Linked DNA regions of Sus scrofa: region 2 is linked to region 1. A link is a contact called in public HiChIP or PLAC-seq data. All regions are on one chromosome and are shown on one strand. Each heading gives the region's core, a stretch centred on a gene start, on an enhancer-like site or on the middle of the called end of the contact. The rest is flanking DNA. Distances are from core to core; before and after follow the strand shown.

Region 1 (4,824 bases), core at 1,133-3,632:
CTACCCACAGCTCATGGCAACAGTGGATCCTTAACCCACTGAGCAAGGCCAGGGATCGAACCTGCGTCCTCATGGATCCTAGTCAGATTCATTTCTGCTTATATTCTTTTACCTCCCTCCTCCCCACTTTTCTTAACAGAAAGCAGTGCTGTTAGGTTACTTTCTTAAATAGTGAGAACTGGCATTGACTCAATCCAGGCTGCTGCACCAGCCCCTAATTGTACATTATTATTCAAAATAAAGTCACTGAGAAAGAACCTGAGAATATTAGAGTTGTTATAAGAATTCAAATAATACAAGGCAGCTCCTTTTCTGAGGAGGGGAGCTGTTGGTCTAACTTTTGGATATCTGTGGTAACCTCATTCTAGCCTATGTCCAAAACTTCCTCCTCATTGCTATCTTTTATGACATTTGCTCAGATGTGACGCTGAGGAAATGAGTGGGTCTTTATCCAGGCAGCTCCACCACCCTTCCTAAGGGAAGCAAAGCCCATGTTCCAGTTGCTATCCACCATAACACGTTCGTGCATCAGAAATATCTTTGTATTTTCCTCCACAAACAGTCTTCATTAATTTGCCCACTGACACTGAAATGAGTTGTGTCTGTTTAGACGTAGAAGCTGAGAGGGCCTGTGCAGAGTGGTAAAAATGTCTGAGACATGGATAGGAGCTTGTTCCTTCTCCTTTATGATGTTTTCTGAATCTATTTGGGGGTTGCAGAAGTGTCAAAATCAGTTTTAAGAAAACTGCATTTGTTTGTAGAGTAGCCAATACAGTAAGTAACACATATTATGTTTTCAAAAATCTGACGTCTTTGGAGAAAATAATTTGTGGTATTCTGGACTTCGTTACTAAAAGTGTTCTTTGCTTTGTAGGATCAAAGTGCTTAACTTTGTTGGTTGAAATCCACCCCGTTAACAATGTGAAGGTTCTAAAGCAGTGGATAGCTGTATTTGGGTACAGGTAAGTGAGTATATCTTATCTCATTAGTCAGAGGTATGAAACCTAGAGGCAGTGGTGTTACATCACACACATTATCACATTTCATCCTCAAACAATCTAATAGATGGGTATGGCTGGAATTAATCAGCTCTTCCTTTGCAAACATGAAAATCAAAAACTCAAACCTAGCTCTCTGTCTCTATTATAGCTTGGTTTGTCTGATAGCAGTGTAATGTTTTTCAACATAAAATATTGACTATCAAGACGCATTTAAAAGTTTTAAAATGATTTACCTAATGTATTCATAGAGTTGGCTGATTAAACATCTGATTACATGATGTAATTATCCCTTACTTATCACCTCCATGAATTGATGCAGAGGCAGTGTATGTATAACATGTGTGGTCTAGATAGGGTCAGTCTAGAACTTGCAAATTCCGCTACCTGCTAAAATGTATGTGTAACCCTCAAATCGTGATGCTTTCATTTGCAGTCATTTGCAGTCACCTGATGCACATGTTCCTGGCTGAGGTTGAGCAAGGTGACACTGCCTCTTTGTTTCAGCTCTCAGATTGTAAACAGATGTTTTCATAGTCCACTTAGCTCCGTGTTTTTTGCACTCTTTGGCTTTAGTTGATGATTTCGCTGTTGAAAATGTCCCCTAAGCCTATTGCTGAAGTGCTGTCTCGTGTTCCTAATTGCAAGAAGGCTGTGTGATGCGCTTTATGGAGGAAATATGGGTGTTAGATAAACTTCCTCCAGGCATATGTTATAGTGCTTTTTAAAATTGAAGTATAGTTGATTAACAGTATCATGTTAGTTTCAGGTATACAGCACAGGGATTCAGATATATATATATATGTGTGTATATATATGTGTGTGTGTGTATATATATATATATATATATGTATTGTATTTTTTCTTCTTCAGATTTTCTTCCCTTATAGGTTATAAAATATTAAGTAGAGTTCCCTGTACTATACACTAGGTCCTTGTGGGTTATCTGTTTTATATACAGTTTGTATATATGTTAATCCCAACCTCCCCTTGCTATTGACTGTGGGTTCACTGCTAACGAATTAATGATATATATGAAGTAAGGTGTCTTTAAACACATTAGGCAAAGTTTTGTTTTAATTTGTTGACAAAAGTATTGTGACTAGAGACTTGCAGGATCCTCTCCTTGCATTTACTCTGGGAGCAAGGGTTCAGTATTTCAGGTTCTTATAGCCTGAGTGTCTGCCTCCCCTCCCCCCACCTCCTCCCAGCCTCTGACTGTGGGTCTCGCTGTCACAATGTGTGTTGGGAGAGGGAATCATTGCCCCCCCACACCGCCCCTGCATCCAGTGGCCGGGGTCATCCACTGTCAGCCAGTCCTTCCAGTTGTGCATTTTCACCACCAGGCCTGGCTTCCCTGAGGGCCACTGTTGGCTGCCAGCCAGGCCTGGCATGGAGCTTCGTCCCCTCCCCCAGGAAGCCACTCTGTTGACACTGCCATGGGCTCAGGGTGACTGTGGGATGGAGCACACTTCCCTTTTCTGGCCCTTTCTTTTGGTTTCCTTAGCATCTCCACCGCTAGCCTGGGAACCTCCAGGGCTCTATAGGTTATGAGACATTATTGAAGGATGGACCTAACTAAAGGTCATCAGAGTGCCAAAAGGAAATAAGTTTTTACAAGTATATGGTCATAAAACACTGTGAATATATGAAACATTACTGAATTGTGTACGTAGTAGTGAAAGTGGTAACCGTGGTGTGAATCTTATCTTAATTAAAAAAATGAAAAGTTCAGGATGCATGATTGCATCTGTAGGTCAAAGGAAGTCTCCACCATGTGAAGTAAACCCACACTCATCTCAGGTCCTCGCCCTGGTCCCTGCTCCTCAGGCTTACGTCCATGGAGAGAGAAACTCCTTCAAACCTTCATCCATGGCCAGTCCCCAGCTGCCCCCCATCTCTCCCTTCCATTCTCCTTTAGAGAAACACCATTCACGGTCCACTGAGTTGGTTCCTGTCCTGGGATCTGTCTCCTTTTCTTACCAAAACATCCAGTATTTCCAGTAGCACATTTCCCTAAGTCACATGGACAGCCCTGACCCCCTTCACAGAGGAACTTCAGCAAGACAGTAATAGGTGGAGTTTGGATCCCAGTCTGGGACCCTTTGAGAGTTCCCTACCAGACTGAATGCATCTTCCAGAGAGTTCCATTGGATAATTACACACCTGTCTTCATGCCTATAGTGCCTACCTTTCAACAACTAATATTAGTAATCAGAGTCTAACACCATCATTGCGAAGATTCATATTTCCCTAAAATGATATAATCTATGTAGATTCCTACTCACAATGCAAATAAAACACCCCTCGCCCCAAGCTTTACACACTTTTGTAGAGATCGGTCTGAAGCCTGTCTATTTGTATTCTCACTTCCAGGCCTTGCTTGAGGGTTGTCTCATTTTAGGAAGAAAAAACTACCACCACCTGAAAAACTACCACCGCCCTGGCCACCTCTGTAGACCCAAGGGAAGCCAAATCTGTAGTTTTTCCTTATTTTGAGGTACTGGTTGTTTACTCCTCCACTGTTTATGTGCCGTCACTCATCTTTGCTTCTCCTCAACCCCAGCACACAAAGTATCCTTTTTGATGTGTGTAATTCCACAAATCAGGAGATAATGAAGTCTGTGTTATTCCTGCAGCTAAATTCTGTTTTGCAATCTATTTTACAAATTTGAGGTCATTGCTGTGAAGCATGATAGTTAATGTTTTGTTTTTCTAAAAGGGGAAACTTGACCACAAGCAATTTAAAAAGTTGACCAGTTCTGTTTCCATTTTGTCATTATGAAAAGTTAGGACACCAGGTAAAAATTTTGTCAAAATATTTCCTAGTCTTTAGAGAAGAGAAGCTGCTGGCTGTAATATAGGGCATAAAAGGTTTTGTTCTTTAATTATTCTCTGAAGTTCAGAGGGAAAACCCAAAATTTGCCAGTGGAGCTTATCTAGTAAGCTCTTTCATATTGTAAAATGAAACTGCTCATTTGTAGTTACCCTTTTGATGACAAAAGAATGAAGTCACTGGAGTTATCTCATGGCCAATGTTTCCTCATTAGGACAGCGTCAGGCCTTGTGCTTCTGGCTGCCACCTTTGGCTGTGGCTGGCACACATGGGCAGGCGCAGAGGAGAAGGAAAGGGTGGATCAAGCCTTTTCTTCCCAGTGAAAATCCTCCTATGCTTTGAGGCTTGTAAATCCTTCATTACATGCCACACTGTCACTCACTGTCCTTTCCTGGAAAGCCCCTAGTTCTGTTGTGCTTTGTTTCTTGGATGCAGGACTTTGGAAGTTGTGGTGGAAAGTATGTTTACCTGGCTCTCAAATCAAATGCCAGGTTGAGTTGCACAACACATTGTGTTATCACTCTTTTTCAGTGCATGTCAAATAGAACTTTCTGTCCAAATGTTGTTTCCATCGTTTCTTTTCTTTTTTAGGGCCACAGCCATGGCATATGGAGGTTCCCAGGATAGGGGTAGAATCTGAGCTGCAGCTGCTTGCCGGCCTACACCACAGCCACAGCAAAACCAGGTCCTTAACCCACTCAGCAAGGCCAGGGATCGAACCTGCGTCCTCATGGATACTAGTCAGATTTATTTCCACTGAGCCATGATGGGAACTCCTCCATTATTTCTGACTGGCCTCAGAATCATACATACCAAATAGGAAGCACCAGCCCTGGAAATGGCTTACCTTTTAGCTTTACTGTTTCAGTGACTTGTGTTGGACCTGCAATGGATTTCCCCTGGAAAGCCAGGCGCCTGAGAGTCTTCCTTTTTCTTCTTTGCTTCTATAATGTGTGTGTGAATGTGATTCCCCTCAAGTCTTCTGCGCTT
Region 2 (4,824 bases), core at 1,697-4,196, 560 kb after region 1:
TTTTTTCTTTTTTTTTTTGTCTTTTGTCTTTTGTCTTTTGTTGTTGTTGCTATTTCTTAGGCCGCTCCCGTGGCATATGGAGGTTCCCAGGCTAGGGGTTGAATCGGAGCTGTAGCCACCGGCCTACGCCAGAGCCACAGCAACGCGGGATCCAAGCCGCGTCTGCAACCTACACCACAGCTCACGGCAACGCCGGATCGTTAACCCACTGAGCAAGGCCAGGGACCGAACCCGCAACCTCATGGTTCCTAGTCGGATTCGTTAACCACTGCGCCACGACGGGAACTCCTGAGCTTCTTTTTACACTTTGTTTGCCACCCAAAGAAGCTTGACTTGACTTCCTTCCCTTTATGATGATTTCCTTGCACTGCCTTGTGCAATGCAGGGTACCTCTGACATAGGCCAAGCTGTTCACGGCAGTGAGTGTAGCTCAGGCCAGGCCTGCCATCAGTACACACAGACCCCAAGGCAATAGTATTACAAGGTACACATGCTACATGTCTCATTATTTAAAAGTCACAAATCAAACTGACAAATGGTTAAGTAAAAGATATTCAACCTTCCTACCTTGACAAAATACACCTTCGTAAGGATGAAAAAGCCCAGGTTCTGTGGAGCTCTTGGCCCCCTCTGTGTTCTCCACCAAACCCTGGGGAGTGCTTAGGGAACAATGGCCCCTTGTGCATGACATTGGCTTCAAGGCTTTGTCCTGTACTATGATGTGGAACATTCCCCAAGTCCAAGTTTCTTCCATTCCCTAAAGAGCCCCTCCTTGGCCACTCATGGGCCTTGAGGTCCACAGAGCTGTGTCTACCTGGCATCAGGAGGATGGTGATGGGGAAGAGGTCGGGGCAGGCTATGGAAGCAGCCCTGGAACCATTTGGGCAGGACTCCAAATTCCTAGGTACCTGGAGAGCATCTGGAGAGGTACAGACAAAGTAGTCCGGAGTGAGCTCTCAGGCACAGGGCCTGGAATGGGAGCCTCTGTCCTGGGTCTAGTTCTGCTTCAGCATGTCCTACACTGTACATACAGCCAGTCCTGAATCAGAAACTGTGAACCTCCTGCACCTGTTAAAAAAAAATCAAAAACCAAAACCACCACCACCAACAACAAAAAATTTACTCAGCTAGTCATGTGACTCTGCCATCAGTGATTCAGTGAAAAATTTTTCAGATAGTTCCCTAACCCTTTTTAAATTGCCACACACATTTCCATCCCAATGTTAATTCAGCATGGATGGCACTTATTGCAGTCAGAGGAAAAAAAAGATGTCTTGCCTTCTTCCTCCTAACGGGGCAGAGGCTGGGCAACTAATGAGGGTTATTTGTCCCAGTCCTTCCCACCTACCCCTAAGTTCCCAAGTCCCCAGCCACAAACACCTGCGTGTCTTCTACTTCCAATTCAGGGACAAAGAATTCTGCTCTCCATGCTAAACCAAAGAATCCTCCCTTCCCCATAAAAAATCCACCTCCTAATCCCCAGAATCTATGAATGTGGTAAATGGCAAAAGAGATCTTACGTGATTAAGGATCTTAAAATGGGGAGACAAACCTGGATTATTCAGGTGAGTCCTAAATGTAATGACAAGGGCTTTTATAATTCCCTGGTAGCTCAGTGGGTTAAGGATCTGGCATTGTCACTGCTGTGGCACAGGTTGGATCCCCGGCCAGGGAACTTCCGCATACCATGGACTAGGCCAAAAAAAAAAAAAAAAAAAAAGCACATGGGGAGGCAAGAAGGTCAAGGAGAGAAGGATGTGGCAACAGCAGCAAGGACTGATCTGTACAGCCACAGTCAAGGAAGGTGAGCAGCCTCTGGAAGGAATCAGTCCTGCCAACTCCTTGCCTTCAGCCCATTGAAACTGATTTCAGCTCTTAGTTTCCAGAACTGTAAGAAAATACCTAAGTATGCATAGCCCTCTAAATTCATGGTGCTTTGTTACAAGAGTAATGGAAAGCTACTATATTCTCCTTTAAGTAGTCTTTAAAGTGTGATAACAACATATATAAAATATCTCTCAGCCTAATATCAATGAGGGGACACATGGATTTAAACGCTATACTGTGACTTCCAGGTTGAGCTCTGAGAGACCCAATTTCCAGGCTTTCTAGGACCAGTTCTCCAGGCTGATGCTAGCAGTTGTGGCTGGAGGATTTGGAGAAAGGAGCAGAAGACCTAGTGTTGGGAGAGATTGGTAGGGAAGCAGAATTTGCCACTGTCTCTTGGCATAAGGAAGAAACAGAAGTTTCACAAAGTTTTTCTTTTCAACTCCCACTTAACAGCCTAAAAGAATTTAGAGAGAGGACCTATTCCAGGAAAGAGAACTATCACCAGAATTCTCTCCAGTATAATAAGAACTAGGTGTGGTAGACAGAAAGGAACCTAGGCAAGTCTGCTAAAATTCCTCTCGGTGCCCCATGGTTTCTGTATGGCCCAGGAAACAGTTATTTACTAAACATTTGCTCTCTTCCTTCTTTCTATGAATTCGCTTCTTTTCCTGTGAAGTCCCAGGCCCCTCAGCACCCTTCTCCCTGGTCCAGGATGATATATATATACCTCATTTTATTTGACTCTTTGGAATCTCCCATATTTATGTGGATTCCCTGTACATTCCCTGTGATTAAATTTGGGATTTTTTTTTCTCCTGTTAAACGATGTCATTTTAATTATTCAACCAGCCGGAAGAACGAAGAGGGGAAAGGGGACGTTTTTTTCTCCTCCCAACAGACTGCTTCTGGTCCTGTTATAAACAAGTCATTATCTACAAGTCTGAGCTGCCATGAGGTTAACCTACATAATCTCTAAGATCTCTTCCAATTCTAAAATTTGGGGCTGTGGCAAAACATGATTAGCTTTGACTTTCACATTCACACGTTACTGCTGTTGCAATTGCTCTCCAGCCCACTTCCCAGCCACCCTGTCCACCACGAAGCCTATGTGTAAACCACACACACGTCTGAGCTTATGCACACATTGCTGCTTCTGTTTAGAATTGTCTTCCTGGCTTCACCCCTGAGAATTGAGGTTTCAGCAGCAACGTTCAAATCAAGAATCACCACATTTGAGAGGCAACCCTACCTTCTCAGAGCAGAATGCTCATCTCTGCTTTGGTGCTTTCAGAAAACTATTAATGCAGGTAGCAAATTATAGTGTGATTATTTGTTTCCCTTTCGGTTTCCCAAACCAGAATGTGGGCTACTCACACGCAGACAGACATTCTGCCTGACCCATCTTTATATCTCTAGCACCGACTTCTGTGTTTGGCACACAGAAGACACTCCTACTGTGTCTGGACTGAAATGAATGATGATTCCCTGAATTCTGAAGTGCCTGTTTGGGGCTGGGCAGGAGTAGGAAATGGGGAGGAATGGAAGGGAAGTACAAGAGGACAGGAAATTTCTGTTTCAGCAAGATTTCCAGAGCCCTGGAGAAAAAAATGAGGCCAATGTGTGTGATGATTTAATTCCAGGCTATCCTTAGATGCTCATTGCCCATGCGATCTAAGCATCTCTCTTGACCTTGCTTCAAAGTCAAATTTTAAGTGAAGTTAACAGTATGAGATTCCTTGCACAGCAATCTGCTGATTAGAAGCTCTTAACTGGGGCGGATGGCAGGGAGCCACGCATGATTTGTCAGCTCTGCATCCTTGTATGCCACAAGGCAGAGGCTACAACTTCAGAATTTTATGGGAGCTAGTTAACAACTCTATCCTTATAGACCATTCTGAGCAATAGCTCATAAAACAGTCTACACCAGTGTTCTTTCGTCGGCATAAGACATATCCTCCCCCTATTCTATGAGTGCTCCGAATATGTCTTCCATTCCCTTGATACAAAGAACAAAGGACAAACATACTCAGAAAAACTTAGAGTGGAAATGAGGTCATCATTTCCACTTACCTTACAAAAACCTATCAACTCTTTTCGCAATATAAAGACTGAGTTGCTATTTACAATGTCTCTTTGATCACACATCACTCTTCATGGTGTAGCCATCTCTGTATGTGCTTTTGTGGTTTTATACCATATACCTGTGTTGGTTCAAATTTTGCATTTGAGATTCTGCTTATTTTAAGTTGCCATTTATTGTACATTTTCCATGTTCTGGCCACTATGCTGAGTGCTTTACAGATCTCCTTTAATCCTCATAACAACCTCAGGCATTCAGCATTGTTAATCTTTTTATTGAGGAGGAAGCTGAGATTTAGAGAGGATAATTAGCTTTCCTGAGGGCACAAGGCTAGTAAGATGTGGAAGTGACAGGCCTGTGAATGTTGGAGAGTTCCTCTTCTACTTCAACTTTTTAAAAAAATATACAATTATATTAACTTCAGGTGTACAGCATAGTGATTCAGTATTTTTACAGATTATATGCCATTAAAAGTTATTACAGAATGATAGCTATAATTTCCTACATTGTAAAATATATCCTTATTAGTCATCTATTTTATACAGTTTGTACCAATCCTATACCCCAACTTGCCCCTCCCCCTTTCCTCTCCCCACTCGTTTGTTTTCTATGTGTTAAGTCTGTTTGTTTTACTATATACATTCGTCTTGTTTTCAGATTCCGCATATAAGTGATATCCTATCTCTCTGACTTATTTCCTCAAATACAGTATTTTCTAGCTTCATCCACCTTGTTACAAATGGCAGAATTCATTCTTCTTTATGGCAGAGTAATATTCCATTGTGTGTGTATGTATGTGCAGAGATATATATACATACCACACCTTCCTTATCTATTCATCTGTTGATGGGCACTTGGATTGCTTCTTTATCTTGGCTACGGTGAATAGTGCCACTATGAACATTGAAGAGCAT

What was found. HiChIP or PLAC-seq counts read pairs in DNA pulled down with a chosen protein or histone mark.
Region 2: a contact with region 1 is called in an H3K27ac HiChIP or PLAC-seq map of alveolar macrophages. The contact joins two enhancer-like sites. A contact is called at or near these places in 2 of 2 datasets of contacts at active chromatin or transcription factors (alveolar macrophages and skeletal muscle).

Annotation. Positions count from the first base shown.
Region 1 is chr9:102,717,024-102,721,847 of Sscrofa11.1, forward strand. It overlaps GSAP (gamma-secretase-activating protein), which reads left to right. Exons shown (of 32, transcript XM_021102559.1): 6 at 875-928; 7 at 931-962. Among named protein-coding and RNA genes, the nearest start is that of GSAP, 25 kb to the left of the region's middle. Within about 2 kb of position 2,383, at least 14 of the 83 cell types and tissues checked have an H3K27ac peak or open chromatin away from gene starts, as enhancers often do. A contact at or near this core is called in alveolar macrophages, where this site is marked.
Region 2 is chr9:103,275,970-103,280,793 of Sscrofa11.1, forward strand. All of the region lies in intron 1 of NAPEPLD (N-acyl-phosphatidylethanolamine-hydrolyzing phospholipase D), which reads right to left. Among named protein-coding and RNA genes, the nearest start is that of NAPEPLD, 31 kb to the right of the region's middle. Within about 2 kb of position 2,947, at least 9 of the 83 cell types and tissues checked have an H3K27ac peak or open chromatin away from gene starts, as enhancers often do. A contact at or near this core is called in alveolar macrophages, where this site is marked.